3 separate regions of the Sus scrofa genome follow, and all the other regions are linked to region 3. A link is a contact called in public HiChIP or PLAC-seq and promoter capture Hi-C data. All regions are on one chromosome and are shown on one strand. Each heading gives the region's core, a stretch centred on a gene start, on an enhancer-like site or on the middle of the called end of the contact. The rest is flanking DNA. Distances are from core to core; before and after follow the strand shown.

Region 1 (2,937 bases), core at 434-2,933, 560 kb before region 3:
AAGAGTCAGCCTATCGGGATGGGTGGTCCCCAGGCAGTAGGGAGTGTGTGTGTGTATGTGTGCAGGGTACTTGCCCGGATCTCATTCCTTCGGATCTCCACGTCGCACACCGAATGTCCCTGATGCGCACCGCTGTAGTAGCAGCAGTACTGGCACACCGCCACCTGCTCGGCCTCGCAGTGGTAAAGGCGGTAGGCGTTGTGTTGCGGGCAGCTCCAGGCCCGCACGTCGTCCGCCTCCACCAGGAGGTGCCCGCGGGCGGTAGAGGGCTGCTGCAGGTGCGTCTGCACGTGGGACTGGCAGCAGGGCGCCTCGCAGCGCAGGCAGACCTTCTGCGCGGGCAGCGGGGGGCCGCGGCGGCAGAACACGCAGTGCAGCGCCGCGGGCGGCTTCTCCACGTGCAGGGCGTTGAACTTCTCCACGATGTTAGTGAGCTTCAGGTTCTTCTCCAGGCCGGGCTTCTGGTTGTAAGCCTGGTTGCACTCGGGGCAGCGCACCAGGCCGCTGTCCTTGGCCCACGCCTCGCCAATGCAGCCCCGACAGAAGTTGTGTTTGCACGGCAATTGCACCGGCTCCACGAAGACATGCAGGCAGATGGGGCAAATGAGCTCCTCCTCGAAGCAGTTCTTCCAATTCTCCGCCATGGCGGCTGCGGGCAGCTCTCCCCAACTACCCAACCCTGGAGGTCCTTCCAGTGCAGCTCTAGGCCCACCGAGCCCCGAGCTCCAGCCCCAGGCGGCCCCGACAGTCGCTCAGTCACCAGCGCCTTCCGCGCGCCCGCCCCCCAGAGGAAGGAGCCTCGGTCCTCAAGCCGCGCGCGCAGCCGGCTGCGTCTCCTCCTCCTCCCGAGCGCCTAGCGGGAGGCAGCGGACTGCGCCAGGGCCGCGGCCGGGGCACCAGCCCTGGAGGGGAGCGCCGGGGTCCAAATTCCATATAAGAGGCCGCCTCCGGGTCGGTACGGCTAGGGCAGCGGCGGCCCGCGGCCTGCGCTCGGCCCCACGGCTGACATTGGGGCGCGCCCCAAGGCGGACAGAGCCCGGGAGCCGCACACTTTCTCCAGCGACGGGGGCGGCGGCGGCAATGGTGGCTCCCTCCTGGCTCGCCGGCGCCGCGCCTCCCTCGCCTCGACCGGGGTCCGAGAGGCCGGGGAAGCGAGTGCGGCCGCGCGGAGAACTGCTAGATCCGGACTGGGCGGGCAAAGCGAGCGGGTCCCCGGGTCGCAGCGCGGGCGCCCCTGGGCCGGCCGTCCGTCTGCGGGTGCAGGCTGCGGGGCGCAGGCGGGCCGACTCCGGGGCGCTGCGTGCGCGCAGGGGCAGTCATTCAGATGAAATTCCAGTCCCCGGCCAGAGACACCAGCCCGCCTCTGCCTTCCTCCTCCCTTCACAAATAGAAACGGAAGGGGGAGGGAGAGAAGTGGAAAAAAAAAAAAAAAAAAAAAAAAAGCCAACCAGAAAGGGAGGGAGGAGAAGCCCCGGCTGTGCTCCGGACTGACCCCCTCGTCGCTACTTCTGCGCTCCCCCGAGGCCCGGCGCCGGGCGCCCCCGCCGCGGAGAGACCCCGCTCTCGGTCTCCGCGCTGGGCGGGCGCCCCGGCTCTGCCGAGGAAAACAAGGATTGATCAAACTAGAAAGGAATTTTTCTCAACTGCTAATGAACAGGAGGCTCAGCTCCCGGCCCTCCCCTCCCCCCCGCCCGGCCCTCCCCCTTCGCCACCTCGGCCCCCCTCCCCCCACTTTCTTTTCTTCTCGGCCTCTGCTCCGGCCTGGAAGGCTCCGGGCTGCGGTCGGAGCCAGCCTGCTGCGGCGGGGCCGGGCCGAGCCAGCCGGGCCGGGCTACCTCCCTCAGCGCCCAGCCATCTTGGGCTCCCGGCGGCCGCCGCGGTGGCGGCCAGAGGTCCGAGCGCGCTTGCTGGAGGGTCCTGCAGCGTTCTTTCTATCTCTCGCTCTCTTTTTTTCGGTGGGATTTTTTTTTTTTTTTTTAAGCGGAGGGGCTGGCAGCTCCCTCAAATTAGGAGAGAGGGGAGAAAATGCCAAGTCCCGATTTCTCTCCACCTCTGCTCCACCCACCCCGGTTCTTTCCAAAAAATATAAAAAGATTAGAATTGGAAGAAGTCGGCAGAAAGGCAAGCGCCCGCGGCCCCCAGCTGCTGCCCAGGCGACGCGTCCGGGGCGGGCCCGCGCCGGTCGCTCCGTCGGTGGGTCGTTTGTCCTCCCGCTGCTTCTCAGCTGGGGGCAGGGCACTCCGGGCAGGGTCTCCGCAGCGGCTGTCGACTCAGAGCTTTATCCTCAGATCAAAAAAAAAAAAAAAAAAAAAAAAAAAGGGAAAAAAAACCCCAACATTCTCATCACAGCCACCTTCAGCCATCTTGCGCGTATTATTATTATTTCAGGACTAATCTGTTTAATAAAAATAGCTGCGTCTCTAGCCCCTTCCCCCGCATCCTGGGCTCCCTGCCCCCTTTTAATAATAATCTCGATAATAAAAATGATCTGCGGGCCAGGCAGTCCACAGCTGCCTTTTCCTGCCTCGGCTCGCTCGGGCTTGGGCTCTCCTTCTCCCAGGAAGGGGACGGGGGGGGTGGGGTTCGCCGCTGGGGCTGGGGAGGGGGGAGCTGTGCGTCCCTGCTGCCCGCCAGTCGGCCCTCTCCGCCTTAGACGCGAGGGAAGGGCGCCCTCGCCGCTATCTCGCTGTTGCGAGGAGGGCAAGCGGGGGAGGGGCCCCGACTCGCTGGACTGGCTGGAGGGGTGCACAGAGGTCCCCGATCTTCCCTCCACGGCCCAGCCTCGGAGCATGAGCCCGGAGATGGGGAGGATACAATGGGCTCGCAGCAAAGTGCTGCTGGCAGGGTGGGGACGCGAGCGGGCAGGGGGTTACGGTGAGCCGGACTCCCGAGCTAGGGCGGAAAGAGGAGGGTGGTGTCCCTACATCAAGGCCGGTC
Region 2 (2,821 bases), core at 198-2,697, 930 kb after region 3:
TTCACAGAAACCCAAGCCTCCCTGCCTGGATTCTAGCATCTGGGCAAAGACTGAGAGTCTCTTCACTGTCTCAATTTTGAGGCTAAGCATTGGCTATGTGCCTGTTCCCTCAGAGGGTTGGTCTCTGCCAGCCGGGTCTGAAGCTTTTATGCACCTCAGCGCACATATCTTATCGACAAAGCGCAGGACCAGCACCTTCAGGCGGTGGTCTCTGGGGACCAGCCCAGAGAGCAGCCTCTTACAATGGACTTGAGGGCTCTCTGGCCTCCTCTTTTCGCTCTACTGGCCAGAGACCAATACCTCGAGGAACTCCCAGTGCCGGGGGTCTGGGCCCGGGGCCGTGCATACCCGATTCACAGGGCCCTGGGTGCGCCACGGTGAGGTTGGCTTCCGGCCGAGCGCGGGCCGCCTCCTGCAGGCGGCAGATCTGCGCGTAGGTGCGGCCGTCGGAACCACAGAGCGGGCGCTGCGAGCGGCAGGCACACAGCGGCTCGGGCACCTCTCCGCGGCTCAGGTCGCCGCCTGTGTCCAACCGGCACTCAAGCTGCTCACCGCAGCTTCCGTAGAAGTGGGCGCTGGGGTCCAGGTCGCAGAGCTGGCCCTCGAGGTTGGCACATTCCCAACAGCAGCCGCATGCGTCGTGCACCTGGCCGGCCAGGCAGCCCCGCGGCGTGGCGCACTCTTCTGGCCGGCAGGGAGCACAGCCCTCACCCTCCGCCAGCAGGCGCAGCCACCCGCGCCTCAGATAATCGGGGCCCGGGGACGGCCGCGCGCCAGTCTGTGGGGGCGGCCGCACCACCACCACCACCAGCAGCAGCAGCAGGGGCAGAGCCAAGGCAGCTGCGGGCGACTGTGGCATGATTAGTGGAAGGCCTGCGAGCACTCGGGGCATCAGCGCGTGCGTGGCACCCTGCCAGGGAGGGAAGCCAGGTCAGAAGGTCAGAAGCAACCTCACTGTTCCTCGTACCATGCTGGACCCTAGCACTGATCCCTCCCCTGCTACCTCGAAGTCAAGTAGATCCCGGACACAGAGGCACAGTGACCCTTACAATGACCCACCAGTTCTGCTGAGTGGTTACTGACTGGGCTGTTCTTGGGGGTTGGGGAGAGGTGCGAGGAGGGAGTGATAAAGTCCAGGCGCGCGCGCGCACACACACACACACACACACACACGCACCACCACCACCACCACTAACCATCTAACTCTGAAGCTTCCTGCCCTAGAGGTGGATGGCCTCAGGATCAATTAGTCCTTAATAAAGGCAGAACGTCAGGAAGGGTGCATTGTTGGGGGGAGTGTGGGGGGGTAATGCCCTAGGGCCCAGAGCGCTCACCTAGTGTCCCGGACTAAGCCCTTCAGAGCAGCTGTGAGTCCCGTCCGAAAACGCAGGCAATAGGAAGGAATCGGTGGGCCCGCCAGCCACCTCTGCTCTGACTTGAGGATCTCTGACAGAGCCCACGGACTTGCACTCAGAAAGCAGCTCCTCCGCCCCCTCTCCCCGCCCTTCAACGTCGCACACCCCACCCTCTCCCCTAGTTCTGAAGCTGCCAATTTTATGCAGCCGCACGGGACCCTCTTGGGCCACATCCTCCTAGCCTGGGCCAAAGTCACAGTAAGAACAGAGAAGTAACCGGACACCCAAGCTGGGAAACGCTAGAGACGGGGTGGAGTGAAGGTTGGTAGTGGGGGGGGGGGTAGCTGGGAAGCTAGAGTTGGCTGAAAAGCTAGGTCCTGTCCCATCTGACTTTAGTCTCATTCTCTAGAGCAGCTGCATAATAGGGAGGCGGTAGGAACGAGAATGCCAAGTCGGGCGCTCCTGGATGGCAGGGCCAAACAACGTCGTCTCCTGGCAGCCCAGGGCCGGCTTCCCAGGGGTGACTGCAGGTTTGTCCATCCCACTTCTCCACCAAGTCGCCGACCAGAGACTCAGCGCTTACTTCTCCCTGCCCACATCCGGCAGGTGCTTCAATCCTTCAACCCACGGAGGAGTCGGGTGATTAGAGGTCCGAGCCGACTAGCGGCCGCAAAGAGAGGTGGGCGGGGCGCCTCCCCAGTGGGCAGCGCGCTGGGTCGGAATTACAGGTTATGTCTGCGAGACTGGCCGAGCCAGAGGTATTCGGTCTCCCGGCCGCCACCAGCGCCACCGTGGCGCTTTGAGCTAGGGGCGGGGAGGAGAGCATTCCTGAAAGCCCGCCCGCCTTACCGGGGGTCTGTCAGACCAAGCCCCGCCCAGGCCTGCCCGAAGCGGCTTACTGAAGCCGCGCTGCAGTCCAGTTTGTAGGGGGCGGAAACTGAGATATGCAGCCAGGGAGGGGACGGTATTCAGTCAGGTTCGGTCCAGAGAGACCTGGCCCCAAGTGGAGCTGCTTGGGTATGGACCTCTTCACCAGTCCCAAAGTTGGGGGCTGGGCCTCGGCCTCTGGGACGCCCAGGCTCCGCATGCGCACCGGGTGCCCGGGTAGACGAACTCTCAGAACCGGTCCTTTACTCTCCCTCCGCACCTGAAAGCAACCAAGCCCTTTCATTTAGGGGAGCCATAGTCGCGAACACTCCACTCCTAACCAGAGGGCCTCTGCTGAGAAGGGTGCGTAGGCAGATATGAAACCACCCACGTCTCTAAAACGCTGCAGAAGTTCAAGAAGCAAACTTCACGCGAGGTCTGGTAACCATCGCGAGAATCAGAACAGGAAGTCTAGGAATTCAGAACAGGAAAAGCCCGCGAGTTTTAAACCGGAAAAAGAATGGGCGGAGCCAGGTGTGACTGGTAGTTGTAATTCTTTGGCTCTGTGGGCCACTGAAGTGTTGACCCAGGGCAGAAGA
Region 3 (2,894 bases), core at 382-2,881:
AGCCACAGCAACGCGGATCCGGCCACGTCTGCCCTACACCACAGCTCACGGCAACGCCGATCTCAACCCACTGAGCAGCCAACCAACCCACACCTCATGGTCCTAGTCGGATCGTAACCACTGCCCACGAGGATCCTGTTTTTTTAATACTCAAAAATAGATTCAGTAGTCAAAAATATTTTAAAAAAAAAAAAAAAAAAAAAAAAAAAAAAAAAAAAATAGGAAATTCAGCTAAAAGCTTAAAATTCAGAACTAGGACCTCAAGATCTTCTTTTCTTTTGCCATTTCTGCTCCCGCATATTCCCAGCTAGGGTCCAATCGGAGCTGTAGCTGCCAGCCTACGCCAGAGCAACAGCAATGCGGGATCCGGGCCGCGTCTGCGACCTACACCACAGCTCACGGCAACGCCGGATCGTTAACCCACTGAGCAAGGCCAGGGACCGAACCTGCAACCTCATGGTTCCTAGTCAGATTCTTTAACCACTGCGCCACGACGGGAACTCTGACACATTTACTCTTTTTTAAAAAATATCCAGAGTTCCCAGAGCGGCTCAGCGGTTAACAAATCCCATGAGGTTGTGGGTTCGGTCACTGGCCTTGCTCAGTGGGTTAAGGATCTGGCGTTCCCATGACCTGTGGTGTAGGTCGCAGACTTGGCTCAGATTCCACGTTGCTGTGGCTCTGGTGTAGGCTGGCAGCTACAGCTCCGATTCGACCCCTAGCCTGGGAGCCTCCATATGGCGCTGGCATGGCCCTAAAAAGACAAGAAAATGAAAACAAAAAACCCCCAAACCAAACAAAACACACATTAGGCAAGCTGTTTAATCACTCAAAACCCTTTTTTTTTTCTTCTTATTGTGAAGTACCTACTTTATAAAGCCATTGTAAGGAGACATAACACACTCATACAGCCCTGTATATCTTTATTATTATTTTTTTGTCTTTTTAGGGGTGCACGCACAGCACATGGCAGTTCCTGGGGTCGAACTGGAGCTGCAGCTGCAGGTGGACACCACAGCCACACAGCTCACCGCATAGCCAGACTCTAACCAACAGACTAGGGGTCGAATCTGTATCATGTATTCTAGTGGGGTTCTTAACCCACTCAGCCACAACAGGAACTCTCGGGTATATCTTTTTCAATCTTTCATTTTGTATACGAGAAAATTGAAATTCGGAGACGAAAATTTGCCAAGTTGACCAAGCTTTACAAGGTGCTTTGCAGAAAGCAGGCACATAGTATATATATGTTGAATGAATGAGTTTGTTTTCATCGTTCACTTTCGGAGTTGCAATAAAGATATTGAAACATATATCTTTCCAAACTTTGTCACTGTTTCTAGAGTATATATTTATTCCGTAAGCGTAATTGCTAATTTCAAGTGCCATATTTTTTAAAAAGTGCTAATTCAACTTTTTTAGGGTAGTTATTCATTTATTTATTATTATTACTTAGCAACACTTTCTATTTTTAATTCAATTTTTATTTTATGTTGGATTATAGTTGATTTATTTTATGTTGGATTATAGTTGATTTACAATGTTGCGTTACTGCTAATTCTACTTGCAGCCAGCGGACCCTTGATAATGTTTCTTTGCTAATTCCTTACTCGCGGTGCATTTCGGGAGTCGTAGTCTTTGTGATGCTTGCTGGGAGTCGTGGTTCCAGCCAGCCTCAGGCCGCAGGCGCGGGCGTACCTGTCATGCGTCAGGCTTTAGGACCCGGTGGCGCACAGCGGGCCGGGGGAAGGGTTGGGGGAGGTCGGGAACGCGTCCGTGAGGCCGGAGCTGCGGCGGCGTCGGTGGCGTCGGGAGCGAGCGGGCCCGGGAGCGGCGCGGGTGGTGGAGGTGGAGCCAGGGGCTCGGTAAGCGGCGCGCGCTCGGGCCGGTCTCCGAACCTGGCCACCCTCTTTTGGTGCAGCCATACCAGGCCTTGGCCCTGAGGCTGCCCTGGGGGGGCGGGGCCTGTGCTCGCCTAAGGGACGACGGGGGTGACGGGGGGAGAGGGAGGGAGGACAGCTGCTGAGGCGGGCCGAGGCTGCGTGCGGCTAGGAGGCTGGGCCCAGGGCGACGGAGCGGAAAGAGAAGCGACTAGCTCTTCCAGTGGCCGGTCCCTTTAACTCTCCAGTGCCAGTCATGTCCCTCCCGCTGTGGGTCCCTGCTGGGCCCGCCTGGCAGCCGAAGCGCTGACCTTTGACCCCAGTCCGAGGCTGACCCCGACTCCTTAGGCTACCTTGGAGAGCCCTCCACCAGCTAGTTCCCACCCCAGGGTGGCCTTCAGCCCAGACGGGTCCAGGGGTGAGACTTGGAGCAAGACCTCGAAGAAGATCTGCCCCAAGTCTTCAGGTGTCCCGGAAGGGCCCCATCCTGTCCTTTTTACAGTCTCGACCACCGGCTTCAGCCCACCTTTTATACCCAATCACTGAAGCTACTGTGTTTTCAGTGGGTTATTTGGTGTGAGCCTAGGAAACGAACCTCTTCCTAGGCAGGTGTAGGAAAGAAACAGGAGAAAAAAACTATCAGAAGCTGAGGAGTGCTGCCTCTCATGGGGAAGCAGAAACTTGGGAAGGCCCAAGTAAATGTGGATATCTGACCCTTCTCAGTTCTTCCTTTCCAGAAAAAGTTTTGAGCCTAGTGAGAGCTGTTTCTTTGTATTCTGTCTGCTCACTGACTTTGTAAACCAGGGCAAATAGGATTTGTGTTCCTGCTATTAGCACAGTTAACTGAAATTGTTTTGCCTTCAGTTGGTCTTGTGTGCACAGTACTTCCTATGTGAAGGCTTTCCTAGATATTATATCCGCTAGAGAAAGGCGGATCCATCTTGTTAGGATTGTGAAGGGAAGCTCTCATTCTTTCCTTAGTGAATAGGGTAGCCTCTAAGGTATTTATTTTCA

Evidence for each region. Promoter capture Hi-C pulls out the DNA fragments that hold promoters and counts their contacts. HiChIP or PLAC-seq counts read pairs in DNA pulled down with a chosen protein or histone mark.
Region 1: a contact with region 3 is called in an H3K27ac HiChIP or PLAC-seq map of alveolar macrophages. The contact joins the promoter of TRIM8 here to the promoter of C14H10orf76 in region 3. A contact is called at or near these places in 2 of 2 datasets of contacts at active chromatin or transcription factors (alveolar macrophages and skeletal muscle).
Region 2: a promoter capture Hi-C map of liver shows a contact between it and region 3, with 4 times the contacts expected there. The contact joins the promoter of KAZALD1 here to the promoter of C14H10orf76 in region 3. A contact is called at or near these places in 1 of 5 promoter capture datasets (liver) and 1 of 2 datasets of contacts at active chromatin or transcription factors (alveolar macrophages).

What each region holds. Positions count from the first base shown.
Region 1 is chr14:113,636,183-113,639,119 of Sscrofa11.1, reverse strand. TRIM8 (probable E3 ubiquitin-protein ligase TRIM8) reads right to left here and starts at 1,683. Exons shown (of 6, transcript XM_001928904.7): 1 at 75-1,683. The coding sequence starts at 644.
Region 2 is chr14:112,141,372-112,144,192 of Sscrofa11.1, reverse strand. It overlaps KAZALD1 (Kazal type serine peptidase inhibitor domain 1), which reads right to left and starts at 1,447. Exons shown (of 5, transcript NM_001244551.1): 1 at 1,335-1,447; 2 at 349-910. The coding sequence starts at 892.
Region 3 is chr14:113,071,736-113,074,629 of Sscrofa11.1, reverse strand. C14H10orf76 (UPF0668 protein C10orf76 homolog) reads left to right here and starts at 1,631. Exons shown (of 26, transcript XM_021072731.1): 1 at 1,631-1,865.